Linked DNA regions of Mus musculus: region 2 is linked to region 1. A link is a contact called in public ChIA-PET data. All regions are on one chromosome and are shown on one strand. Each heading gives the region's core, a stretch centred on a gene start, on an enhancer-like site or on the middle of the called end of the contact. The rest is flanking DNA. Distances are from core to core; before and after follow the strand shown.

Region 1 (5,401 bases), core at 1,510-4,009:
TGCAAGTTATGACAACAGATTCAAAATAATGCTTGTTGGTGGCCCTTCAGTGACAGGGCCAAGGTTCTCACTCTGAGCTGATCATTAAGGAACTTCCTACATAGCATGTAACAAAATTGTAGATTTATTCACTTAGCATAATTCATACTGCAAAATGGCCACATTTACCATTTACAATGATGGATCCTTCCCAGATTCACATGCTAGATACCAAATATCTAAGTGGTTTTCTCTAAACATTTCTGGGCTCTTTCTGCTCCCAAAGTTCACTTATGTTTACTAGGGAACCTTAGCTGTCTTGAGGGAATGGCTACAAAGCAAACAACTCATGCACATTTTTATACCAGTTTTCTTTTTATGTCAGGCCTCATTTTAGTTAGAAACACAAATGTAGAATAAACTTGAAATGAAGTAGGGGAAACTGGACAGGTGGAAGTAAAAGAAGAAGTGCCAAGTTGTTTGTGATTCCTTTAAAATGAGCTCCTCAAAGTTCACACACCCTGTTAGCATTTTGTGGCAGATTTAACCCTGAGCTGTCTACACTATGCACCATATTAGCCATCATCATTCTAAATGCATGGCAGCACTCAGAGTCAGGAACCAGTCCTTGGTCAGGACCTTACATGCATTGTCTGATGTTTGAAGTCCTCTTATCCTCTTATCATAGCTGGGCAGAATGCACACTAAGAAGTTATGTAATGTTCTACAATTCACAGTCACATACCTATTGTACTGGAAGGTACAACTTTTCCCTAGATACATGAGTAGACTATTTCTTTTTAAAACTGTAATCGTTTGTGATAGCATACGGTTGGTTAAAATGTAACCTCTCTGAAGCTGAAGAGTTCTTTGTTAATGCTGTTATCTTACGACCATCTGGCCATTGAAGACTTTGCCGCCTGGCTTAGTGTCTTCTTCCCACTCCTGATCTTCTTACTCACCCTGTGACTTTTATTGTTATATGAACAACCACTCCTTGACCTTTATAACAGTGATAATCTTACAAACCTACCCGAACTTGGATCTGTTCCCTCCTGTTCTTCACGGTAGAGACACCCAGTGTTAGTGAGGTGTTTGTTTCTTTAAAGTCTTACTGTATAGTCCATGCTGCCTTGAAACGAGCATATTCTTTCTAGCTTAGTAGAAGTAATGTGATTATAGTTGTGTACCACCACACCTGGCCCAGTTCTTACATCACATCATTCACTTGAACTTTGAACTTTGGTTCCCACCTCTTCTCTACACAGCTACGGTCACTCCTTTTCTTCCATTTCCCCAGTCTTTCTGAATGGAGTTTGGCCCATTGGCAAGTCTCTTAAATCTTTGCTGCCAATTAGCTTGAATGTTTTGGAATTTGGTTTCTATCCCTATCACTTACTCAGCTCTGTGGATATCTGAAAACTCTGCCTGACTTCGAAGCTGCCCTTGTCATGGCCACTGCATTGTTTCTGTGATACTACAGTGTGGTTTTCCTCCCACCTCTTTGTCTTCTGGTGTCACCTTTCCCCTTTAGGAGTTTCTCAATCCTGTATCCCCTGAATCACTGACAAAGCTGGTATTCATCTGCTTCTTTACAGATGTTTTTGAAATGTGTTTGATCCTCATGCCAAGCACTCTTTCTATCCATTCACAATGATATCCCTTACTTACTCCTCCTTGCTCAGCTTCATTTACCTATGCCCCAGTCATCCTTCTATTTTAGTAGCTGTATCAGACCAGACTGTTTTCTTTGACTCAATTATAACATCCCCACCCATACTCTGCCTTTGCCAATTATACTTACACCATGGTCCTCTTCTCCTAAGATGGCTCTGTCCATGAAGTCATGAACTCAGATGTATCAGTTTCAGTTATAGCTTCTGATTCCTTCTAAAGAAAGCTAGCTCTTTTTATTATCACTCTTTTTGACTCTGTGCATTTATTCTATAGTGTTGCTGTAGAAAATGCCATTAGGTAGATTTAAGAAGAAAATGCCACGAGATAGATTTAAGACAACACAAATTTATGCTCTTCCAGTTCTTGGGTAAACTAAAGTCAGTGTGTCAGGAAGATTGCATTCATTCTGGAGGTTCTTGGTAAGAATCTGTTTCCTCCCCATTTTGAGCTTCTAGGGGCTCTTACATTCCCATGTCCCCTCCTTGGTATCACCATAGTCTCTGAGCACCTACCTGCCTCTTAGAAGCATCTTTATGATTACAGTGGGTTTATCTGAATGTCCCAGGGTAATCTTTCCCAGATTCCTAACATCTGCAGTCCTGTTTACCATGTCAGACAATGTAAGAAAGCACATTCACAGACAGTGTCCCAGGGCCAGACTGTGCACATGTTAGGAGTGACATTCCTTTGCCTCTCGTTCCTGGCAAGGCTTTATTTTATTCTAGCAGCCACTCCAGCTTCATACTTCCCAAGGCCAACCTGTCAGAGTCACACGAGTTCACTTCAGTCCAGTCCTTCGAGTGCTGTACTGCTTTTCTTCTCTACTTAAGGGTTCTAATGCGTTTCCTTTTTACTTAAGGGAAACTTTGGAGTAAAAACTAAGCTGTTTCTTATATGCATACCATTTATGGTATGACTCTCTTATTTATGATCTAATTACAGACATCTGCTCCCATTCTTATTATAGTGTTTGTTCTTTAATATATACCAAGCTTGTGTCTACTTAAGCATCTTTGCATGTATGCTTTCTACTTGAATGCATGACTTAGAGATCCCCACAACAAAAGCTGCATCCTTCCTGTTACTGAGGTTTCATCTCAGAAAGATGTTCCCTGACCTGCCTGTCTAAACCCACTGGCCCTATCAGTCACCTGAAGTTATATCCTGTAACTGCTTAGCCGCTTCCCCACTGCTGATGTTTCTCTTTTTCCTGAATGTGTGCTCACAAGAGTGGAGTGTTTTAATGTTTTGCTCACTGTTGTTCCTCAGGAGTCTAGAAGAGTGCTCAGAGCCTTAGTAGGTTCCTAGACACTGGGTGGATAGTGACCATATCCATTCCTATTCCCAACTGCATGCACTCTAAGCATTCTAAGGACAGGTAGCCTGTGTTACCCACCATCATTGCCAGTACTTAGAGCCAAACATGAATCTCATTAGCTCTTTAAACAAACTTAAAATGTTGAATGAGTGAATGAATTCTCTAACTCAGTGGCTCTAGTGAAGTCATATTTCTATTCATGCCATGAATATTATCTAAAGGGCTTTTCTGCCTGTACTTTCCACTTCTTCCCTGGCACGATTCACCTTTAGCTTTCAATACCAGTTTGTTTCGTTCTGTGTTCTTGGTTTACTTTCTCTGTCCTTTCTACCAGTCTCTAACCAAATAGTTTCCATTTCCTTTTATGTTAAAGGCCTTCAACTATAACTAGTTAAGTTATATGCTTATACAGTCTTATGCTGTACCTGATATGTTGTTACAACTTTGCCTTCTTCTTCTTTGACTATGAGAGTCTGAAAATTCTTAGTTATGTTTGCAAACCAATAATAGTAATGGATATTTCATGTTTCATACTACCTTCTTGATAAAAGTTTTCTGCATTGCTTTGTAATCTTTGTAACAGCTGTGTTGATTTTTTTAAAACATTTTATAAATACCAAAACTGAGGCTCAATTTTTTTTAGTAATAATAAATTACATCATCTCTCCCATTCTCTTTCTAGTTCTATAAGCCACCCTCTTCCAAGTTCCTGGCCTCTTTTTACTTATATATGCATCAACATATAAACACAACCTGCTGCATCCATGTAGCCTTGTTTGTATGCGTATCATTTCAGGACTGACTGCTTGGTGTTAGCTAACCCATCAGGGGCTCATCCTTGAGGAGACTAATTCTCCCTCTCTCAGCAGTTCTTGGTTGTCTGTAGTTCTGTTTTCTGGGGGTGAGGCTCAATGAGACCCCCCTCCCCCACATCCAGTTTAGCATGTCTATTAGTGTTGCCCTTCTTCAGGTTTTGTGTAGACAAGTCTTATTGAGATATCATGAGTAAAAGTTCCCTGTAATTTCTAGGAGGCACATTCTCACAACAGACTTCTTGGTCCTCTGGCTCTTCTGCCCCATCTTTTGTAATGTTCCCTGAGAGACCCTCTACTTGGCCACACCAGCCTCTTTCCTAATAAATTATAAAGTTGAGTCATTTGGTGTCCACTTTCATCCTGCTCACTGTTATGTGACCACTTTCCTCAAATCTCATCCTTTCTTTCACAAGGTCACAAAGAAATGAGAAAGCCAACTCCTCTTTCTATCTCTGTTGCTAGAAATATATCAATATCTGTGTTCATTCTTCGCTCATTCCTGTCTGAGATGAATAGAAATACTTCTCTCTGTTTTGGAAACCATCTTCTCTTTGCCAAGTTTTACTATGTAAAATCTCAAACAAGAAAGAATAGAAAACAACACTCATAAATACATCATGTATGGCTAATAATTACTAACATGTTACCATGTCATGTTTCAGCTACATCTACAAGTTTCAAGGTATTTTATATATAGCCATGTCACTTTATTAATTTCAAAGGCTTTTCTGTAAAACATTTCCTATAAAATATATTTACCCTATTTATCAAGACATTTTCTTAATATTATATTTTTTACATTCAATTTCCCAAATTATCTAAAAAATTGTGTTTTGCAGTTGGTTGGTTTAAAATAAGACAACTGGGAAGAGTGTTCATTGATTTCTCTTTAGAATGGTCTGAAAGAAATGGACAAGAATGTTCTACCTGATACTCCGGTTATGCCATTTCCTTGGAACATCATTACATTTAGTGTTCCATGCCTAGCCTTTTATATGTAGAAGTTACATCTAAATGTTTTATTGCATTTAGATGAAACACTTTTAGTAAAGAAACAACAACAAACAAACAAACAACAAACCTCTAAAAACAGCAAATGTCATGGTATTTCCCCATTTATTTATGGTGTTCTTTGATCACTTGTTTAAGACAATGACAACTTTCTATACCATTCCCTAGCAGTGAAAAGGAGTTACAGGGCATTGTGAGACCATATTGCTTCACTTCCTAGTTTTGTTTCCTACAGATGATACCCTTTCCCAGGTTACTGAAATAATTACTTCCTTTATTTTGTAGGCGATTATCCCAGCTTACTTCCTATGTTTCTACCATCTGACTCTTTGCCTGGCTTACCTGTGGGCATAGAACATTGTGAATGAAATGGCCTCATTGGCCTTGCACCACAACCTGTTAGTTACTTTTTCTCGTCCTCTTTTATCTCAAGGTCTAGAAAAGTCAACATTCTATCCTTGCTGCGTTGTGTCCAGATTTGGCTTTACTCCACACACTTCTTTACTCACTTTTTATGATCTAATCCATTCCCATGACTGCCGCTATAAAACGGATGTTGAGTTTCTAACATCCTGGGTGGCACTTCCTGTACAAAAGTGCA
Region 2 (6,042 bases), core at 3,253-5,752, 220 kb after region 1:
GTTCAGAGATTCAGTCCATTATAATAATGGTGGGAAGCATGCAGGCTGACTTGGTGCTGGAAGAGGCAAGAGTTCTACATCTTGATGCAAAGGCAGCCAGGAGGAGGATCTCTTCTGCACTGAGTGGAGCTTGAGCACTAGAAACCCTCCAAGGCCCACCTACACAGTGACACTCTTCCTCCAACAAGGCCATATCTCCTCCAACCAGGCCACATCTCCTAATATTCAAACCATCACAATAACCAAGGGCAATCAAGGACACTAGTTTTGTTTTTTGGTTTTTGGTTTTTTTTTTTTTGTTTGTTTCCTGGGTTTTTGTTGTTGTTGTTGTTGTTTTGTTTTGTTTTGTTTTGTTTACCTCTGGGACATCCCTGGCCAATAACTCATAGGAGATATCCTTTTATCCTTTGACTTATCATGTGATTTTCACCTAATAACCCCTATTCTGGGAGTAACATTCTCAATCCATGAATGTTATTCCTTGAACTCTTTATAGAAACTTTATTTTGAAATTTTTAAGTAATGGGTTTCTATAAGACTTTCATAGACCTTTGATTCTGGCTAACCAATCATGATATGGCTTCTATATGGCTTATCATATTCCTTTCCTTTGAAGTAGCTACCCACCCCTGTTTTATTCCTAGATTTTCCCCAAAACACACCATGACCTTCCTTGGTTAAGTCTTTTGGCTCCCAGTATTCCACCTCTCTTGACATGACTCCAAAAGTCCCATTCTACACTTGCTTATACTTAGATTCCAGGTTAAAAATACAAACCAAAGATCTGAAGCTAGGATCTACGTATGAGTAAGAACATGTAGTATTGGTCTTTCTAGGTCTTAGTTTCCTGTCTTAGTTTTTCTAGTTCTGTTTATTTGCAAATTTCATTTTTCTTTATAGATGAGTAATATTACATTCTGTACATGTACAGTGTTTTTCTTATCTATTTTTCTGTTGATGGGCATTATTTTAGGTTGGTTTCTTTTTTCAACTTGACACAAGCTAGAATCATTTGGGAAGAAGAACTCTAATTTGAGAAAATGCCTACATAAGGTATGTCTGTAGGCATGGTAGGACCCATGGTTCTAGCCACATATGTAGCAGAGGATGGCCTTGTAGGGCATCAATGGGAGGAGTGGCCCTTGGTCCTGTGAAGGCTTGATGCCCCGGTATAGGGGAATGCTAGGGCGGTGAGGCAGGAGTGAGTGGGTGGGTGAGGGGAACACCCTCATAGAATCAGGGGGTGGGGTGGGGAGAGGATGGGGGCTTGAGAGGGGAAACTGGGAAAGGGTATAACATTTGAAATGTAAATAAAGAAAATATCCAATAAAAAAAGGAGCTAAAGATATACACCACAGGTGCAAAGACATGAGATAAAATAGTGACTGAGTTTATCTATACAAAACTACAAGGAAAACTTAGTTATGTTTTTTAACTCTCCATGAATCTGTAAGCTAGTAACAAATGATGAATGTTCAGCCAGATAATTAATTCTAGGGTATATTCATATATGAATTCTCTGTTATAAATCTCTTTTTCAATTTATGACCTAAATGTATGTGCAAACTTGTAATTAACTTTTTACCATGTGAACACAGTCTCTTTATTTTTTATTTTATTATTTTATTTTTAATTTGTTTTTTAGTTTTACTTTAAAAATTTTTTATTAGATATTCTCTTTATTTACATTTAAAATGCTATCTCCTTTCCTAGTTTCCTCTCTGAAAGTCTCCTATACCTTCCCCCAGCCCTGCTCCTCAACCCACCCACTCCTGCTTCCTGGCCCTGGAATTCCCCTGTACTGGGGCATATGATCTTCATAAGACCAAGGCTTTTCCTCCTATTGATGGCCAACTATGCCATTCTCTCCTACATATGCAACTAGAGACACAAGCTTGGGGGTGGGGGGTACTGGTTAGTTCATATTGTTCCTCCTCCTATAGGGTTGCAGATCCCTTTAGCTCCTTGGGTACTTTCTCTAGCTCCTTCATTGGGGGCCCTGTGGTGAATACAATCTCTTAAGTTGTTGTACAGTGCTGAGAGCAGAGACAGGTCTCCCTCCAGTTTTCTTCCCTAGACTTTAACTCAAAGCTGAGAGTCTCTTGCAGAGATAGAACAAAAGGCTTCTTTACCTAGCCTCCCACAGTTTTTACTATGAGGTACTAAACTGCAGCTTCTAGCCTCAGAGAAACTCAGACAGGCAGATCAGCTGCAGGATTGATAGCAAATTGTTTATGGCCTAGTTTCTGAGTGGAGACAAAATGGAATAAAAAGGACTCTTCAAGGTATATTTTAAATAGTTTTAATTTTTTTCTATAATAGTGCTACTGGGATTTTAGATGGTACAGCTTTTCATCTTGGGCAAATATATAAGTGTAGCTATGGAGATGTGACCTCTCCTTCCCTGTAGACACTGTGGGCCTACCTCTAACTTTTGTGCTCATGCAGAGAACCTCTTGCAAGGACAACCTTGTGGGTTGGATCAGACAGTCAGAAAAAGTAACCCACTTCACTCCTTCCAGGTTTTTGTTCATTTATGTTTAATTCAGACTCTTCTCATTCCTTCATGAGTCTTGATTCCACTCCCTCAGGCTGTCTTATATTAGAGATTGGCAGGCATATGTCATCCCTTAGACACTACTGAATTCTGTAATGTCCCCCAGTTACCTAAAACTCCCCTCTTGAACTTAGCAATTCTAACTGCTTTCACCTCCGTAGTTGCTTTAGCCTCGGGATACCATACAATAATAATCTGAACACCTGGTAAACTGGTGAAGGAAAGGCCTTCTGTTCCATCAAGACAACTTCTTGTGGTTGGGGTAGACTGGAAATTGAGCCCAAATATGTAACTACATTCATGTCTATCTCATAGTTGCAATCAGCTCCCCCTATGTGAAGAGCCAGATGGAGATGCCCAGGACACTCAGCTGGATGTATCTGCACGCTCTTCCCTACTCTCCCGCCCATCTCTTCTAAGCTTTTAACCATGACAGTAGTTGTCATTTAGTAAGTGTGGAGGACACTTTATACTCATTGTTTCCAACCTTACTAGATCCCCTATTTTAATGGATGTTGAGACTGAATTGAGATTTAAATAACCCATCCAAAGCCAGAGCACCGGTAAACGGCAGAGCAGAGCTGCCTTCAGGGTCTGTGTGACAACTCTTCTACTCTTCATACTTTAAGGTTGTCTGGAAAGCAGTTAGACAGCTATTGTGCAAATGCCACACAGAACAAGGCTCAGCCGCAAATTCAGCCACTGGACTAGGAGAAAAGCAAGCCACATATTATACAGGTGCTATGTTTTAAAAGCAACACTAAGTACTTTCACAGTAACCTAATAAGGAAGACAGACTCTTAAGAAACTGAAGCCCAGAGAAATAAGCAGTGCCCACAGCCACACACTGACCTGTGAAGCTCTTAAGTATGAAACTTGCTTGCTTGAAGCTCAGAAGGTGTCGCTTTATTATCTGATTTAGCGCCTTCGTTTTGGGAAGAGTGGAGAAATCGATGAGAACTCACAAGGAAGCCATATTCACATAGGCCCTAAGAGTAAGACGATTTGGCATGGAGGGATTAGAGTAGGAAATCAGAACAGCCACAGTCAATAGGCTTTGCATCGGTGCCAGTCTGAAAGATGCAGCGTTGGGAATGGAGATGTTACTTAGCTTCTCTGAACACCGATGTCTTCACTTTTGTGAAAACCAAACCAAAAGTACGTGCTTTTTTCTCTCATTTTATTTATTTTCTGCACGTGGTTTGATGTATAGGAGTGCACATGTTCCATGATGCATGTATGAAAATCAGAGAACAATTTGAGAGACCATTGTCTCCTTCCACTATGTCTGTAGCAGAGATCAAATTCAAATTGTGAAGCTTGGAAGCTAGCTGCCTTGTCTGGTCTCAGTGGGAGAGGATTCACCTATTCCTGCAGAGACTTGACAAGACAGGGTAAGGGGGATTGGGGAAGAGACTGTGTGAGGCGGGTACCGAGAGAGGGGGCAGAGATCAGGATGTAAAATGAATAATATTTTTTAAGTGTGTGCTTTTAATAGGGGAATCCTTTTCAGCCCCCAAGTTCTGTGTCTCTATGTGCCCTCCCCCGTGTGGGACACCAGCGATATTCCTCATCTCCAAGGAGTTTAAGCTGACGATTCTGGGCTGGACCTGCTTAATCTTCAGCATCTGGGGTGTTAGTTGCAATTTGGTGCCATATAGACTCGAGCCGAGGATGCATAAGTGGCGACCTCGCTACTTAACTTCCTATTGGGATCTCAGAGCGCCTGGTTGTTGAACTGGTGGAAATTACTTCCCCAGTGTGTTCTAAAAGAAAACTCAGCATGGGGGAGGTGTGGCAGTCACTTTTAGGGGCCCGTAGCCTGCCAGAGGAGGCATCGAGCAGGCTTATCGGCTGCAGCTGGTGCTGCGTTGCGGGCTGCTGGCAGCTCGCCCGGGTGGGCGGCCGCGGAGACGCGCGCCCCTGGCGGCGAGGGCGACACGCTGGTGGCGCTGGGGCCTGCAGAGCCTGCGGGGCTTGCGGGAGCTCTCCTGCGGGCCCGGGCCCTCGCCCCCGCCGCAGCGGGAGGCGTCGCCGGCGCCGGGTGCGTGTGGGAGGCGGGGACGAGCCGCGGCGAGCAAAGTCCAGGTCTGCGCGCCACCCGCTGCGGCCAACACGCGCGTGAAGTTCAGGTGAGGGAGGACGCGGCGGGAGAAAGGGACCGAGGGAAGGCAGTTGCGGTGGGACCTGCCGGGGAGCGGCTGCCACCAGTGCCCCCGGCTCTGCGCCGGCTCTGCGCGGAGCCTGGAGGTCCCCCTCTCCAGGCAGCTGAGCCGGGTGCACTTGGACCTGAGGCTGTGGTTTCTCCCCAGGCTGAGATGGATCTTGAGGCAGCGAGAAACGGAACAGCACGGCGCCTGGACGGCGACTTTGAACTAGGCAGCATCAGGTATACAGGACCGCAGAGTCACTGGCTTTTCCGTTATAGCGGAGTCCTGAAAAGAAGTTGTGAGAACCGGTTGATGCCTCCGGCCTTTGGGATGAAGTCTTTAAGTGTTCTTGAGGACTGTCTCCCAGGCTCCTTTTGGAACAGGTTCAGAGAGAAGAGGCTGTCTTCAAAAGCGCCCCCCTCCCCTGGACACGGGTGATTTGATGAATATTGGCGTTGTGTAACATTCACTGTATTTTTATAAAGTAAACGTTTCACTCTTTTTAGCCATCATCTGGCTACTCGAGTTGGTAGAACTTCAGACACCTGCTATTGATGGCTGTACTTCTGAACAAGGGTAGCGAAGCAAGGCCCCCCTCTTCCTGTGTTTCTCTTCTTTGCCTCGTCTTCCCCTTCTCCCATCTGTAGACTGTTTGCCCTATTTCTCCTCTCTAGGGGGTGACATGGAGAACAACCTCATTCTTCACTAACTTCTGCTTCGAAATCAGTTTTTTTCCCCCAGTTGCAAGAGGGTGAACCTCGACGCTTCCCCTGCCAGTGGGTCTGTCTTTCTCCCTGACTCTCGTTCTCCCCCAGCCACAGTGAAGCACACATACGGCTTTCTGTCAGGCAGAAGGGCCTAGGCAAGTGTGTGCGTGTTTCCTCTTTCGCTGTGGGGACAGTGAATCATTTTTACCCTCAGCTTCAAATAGTTTATGAGGCTATTACAGTCTCTGAGTTCATGCTAGGCCACCCGGAACAAACTGACATGTGTCATGAAGTTGTCTTCTAGAGGGAGAAAATTTATCAGCTTCTGTAGTTGGTTCTCAAGCTGCAAGGGGCCTGATTAGCCAACTGACAAATATGCCTATCTGAATCTTAAACTGAAGCATTGCTTCTGTTAATTGCTTTGGACCGTGGCATCGCCCTACTCATTCTTAGAATCGTGACATTTATTCACAGAAAATTTAGGTTTGTCCATATCGAGTCATAAAAAAGCAAAAACAAAAACAAACAAACAAACAAACAAACCCCAAATGTATGGATGGTGTTACTTCTAATAGAAAAATGTGGTTTTGTCATCTGGCAATTTAGGCTGGGGATGACTGTGACTCTA

What was found. ChIA-PET counts read pairs in DNA pulled down with a chosen protein or histone mark.
Region 2: a contact with region 1 is called in an RNA polymerase II ChIA-PET map of effector CD8 T cells, with 10 read pairs. The contact joins the promoter of Abcb4 here to the enhancer-like site in region 1. A contact is called at or near these places in 4 of 39 promoter capture datasets (the 3T3-L1 cell line, the C10 cell line and pre-B cells), 3 of 115 datasets of contacts at active chromatin or transcription factors (effector CD8 T cells, embryonic stem cells and memory CD8 T cells) and 1 of 9 other capture datasets (adipose tissue).

Annotation. Positions count from the first base shown.
Region 1 is chr5:8,667,037-8,672,437 of GRCm38.p6, forward strand. The region is part of intron 5 of Abcb1a (ATP-binding cassette, sub-family B (MDR/TAP), member 1A); the gene reads left to right. Among named protein-coding and RNA genes, the nearest start is that of Gm31157, 26 kb to the right of the region's middle. Within about 2 kb of position 2,760, at least 34 of the 459 cell types and tissues checked have an H3K27ac peak or open chromatin away from gene starts, as enhancers often do. A contact at or near this core is called in effector CD8 T cells and memory CD8 T cells, where this site is marked.
Region 2 is chr5:8,889,219-8,895,260 of GRCm38.p6, forward strand. Abcb4 (ATP-binding cassette, sub-family B (MDR/TAP), member 4) reads left to right here and starts at 4,503. Exons shown (of 28, transcript NM_008830.2): 1 at 4,503-4,689; 2 at 4,870-4,946. The coding sequence starts at 4,876.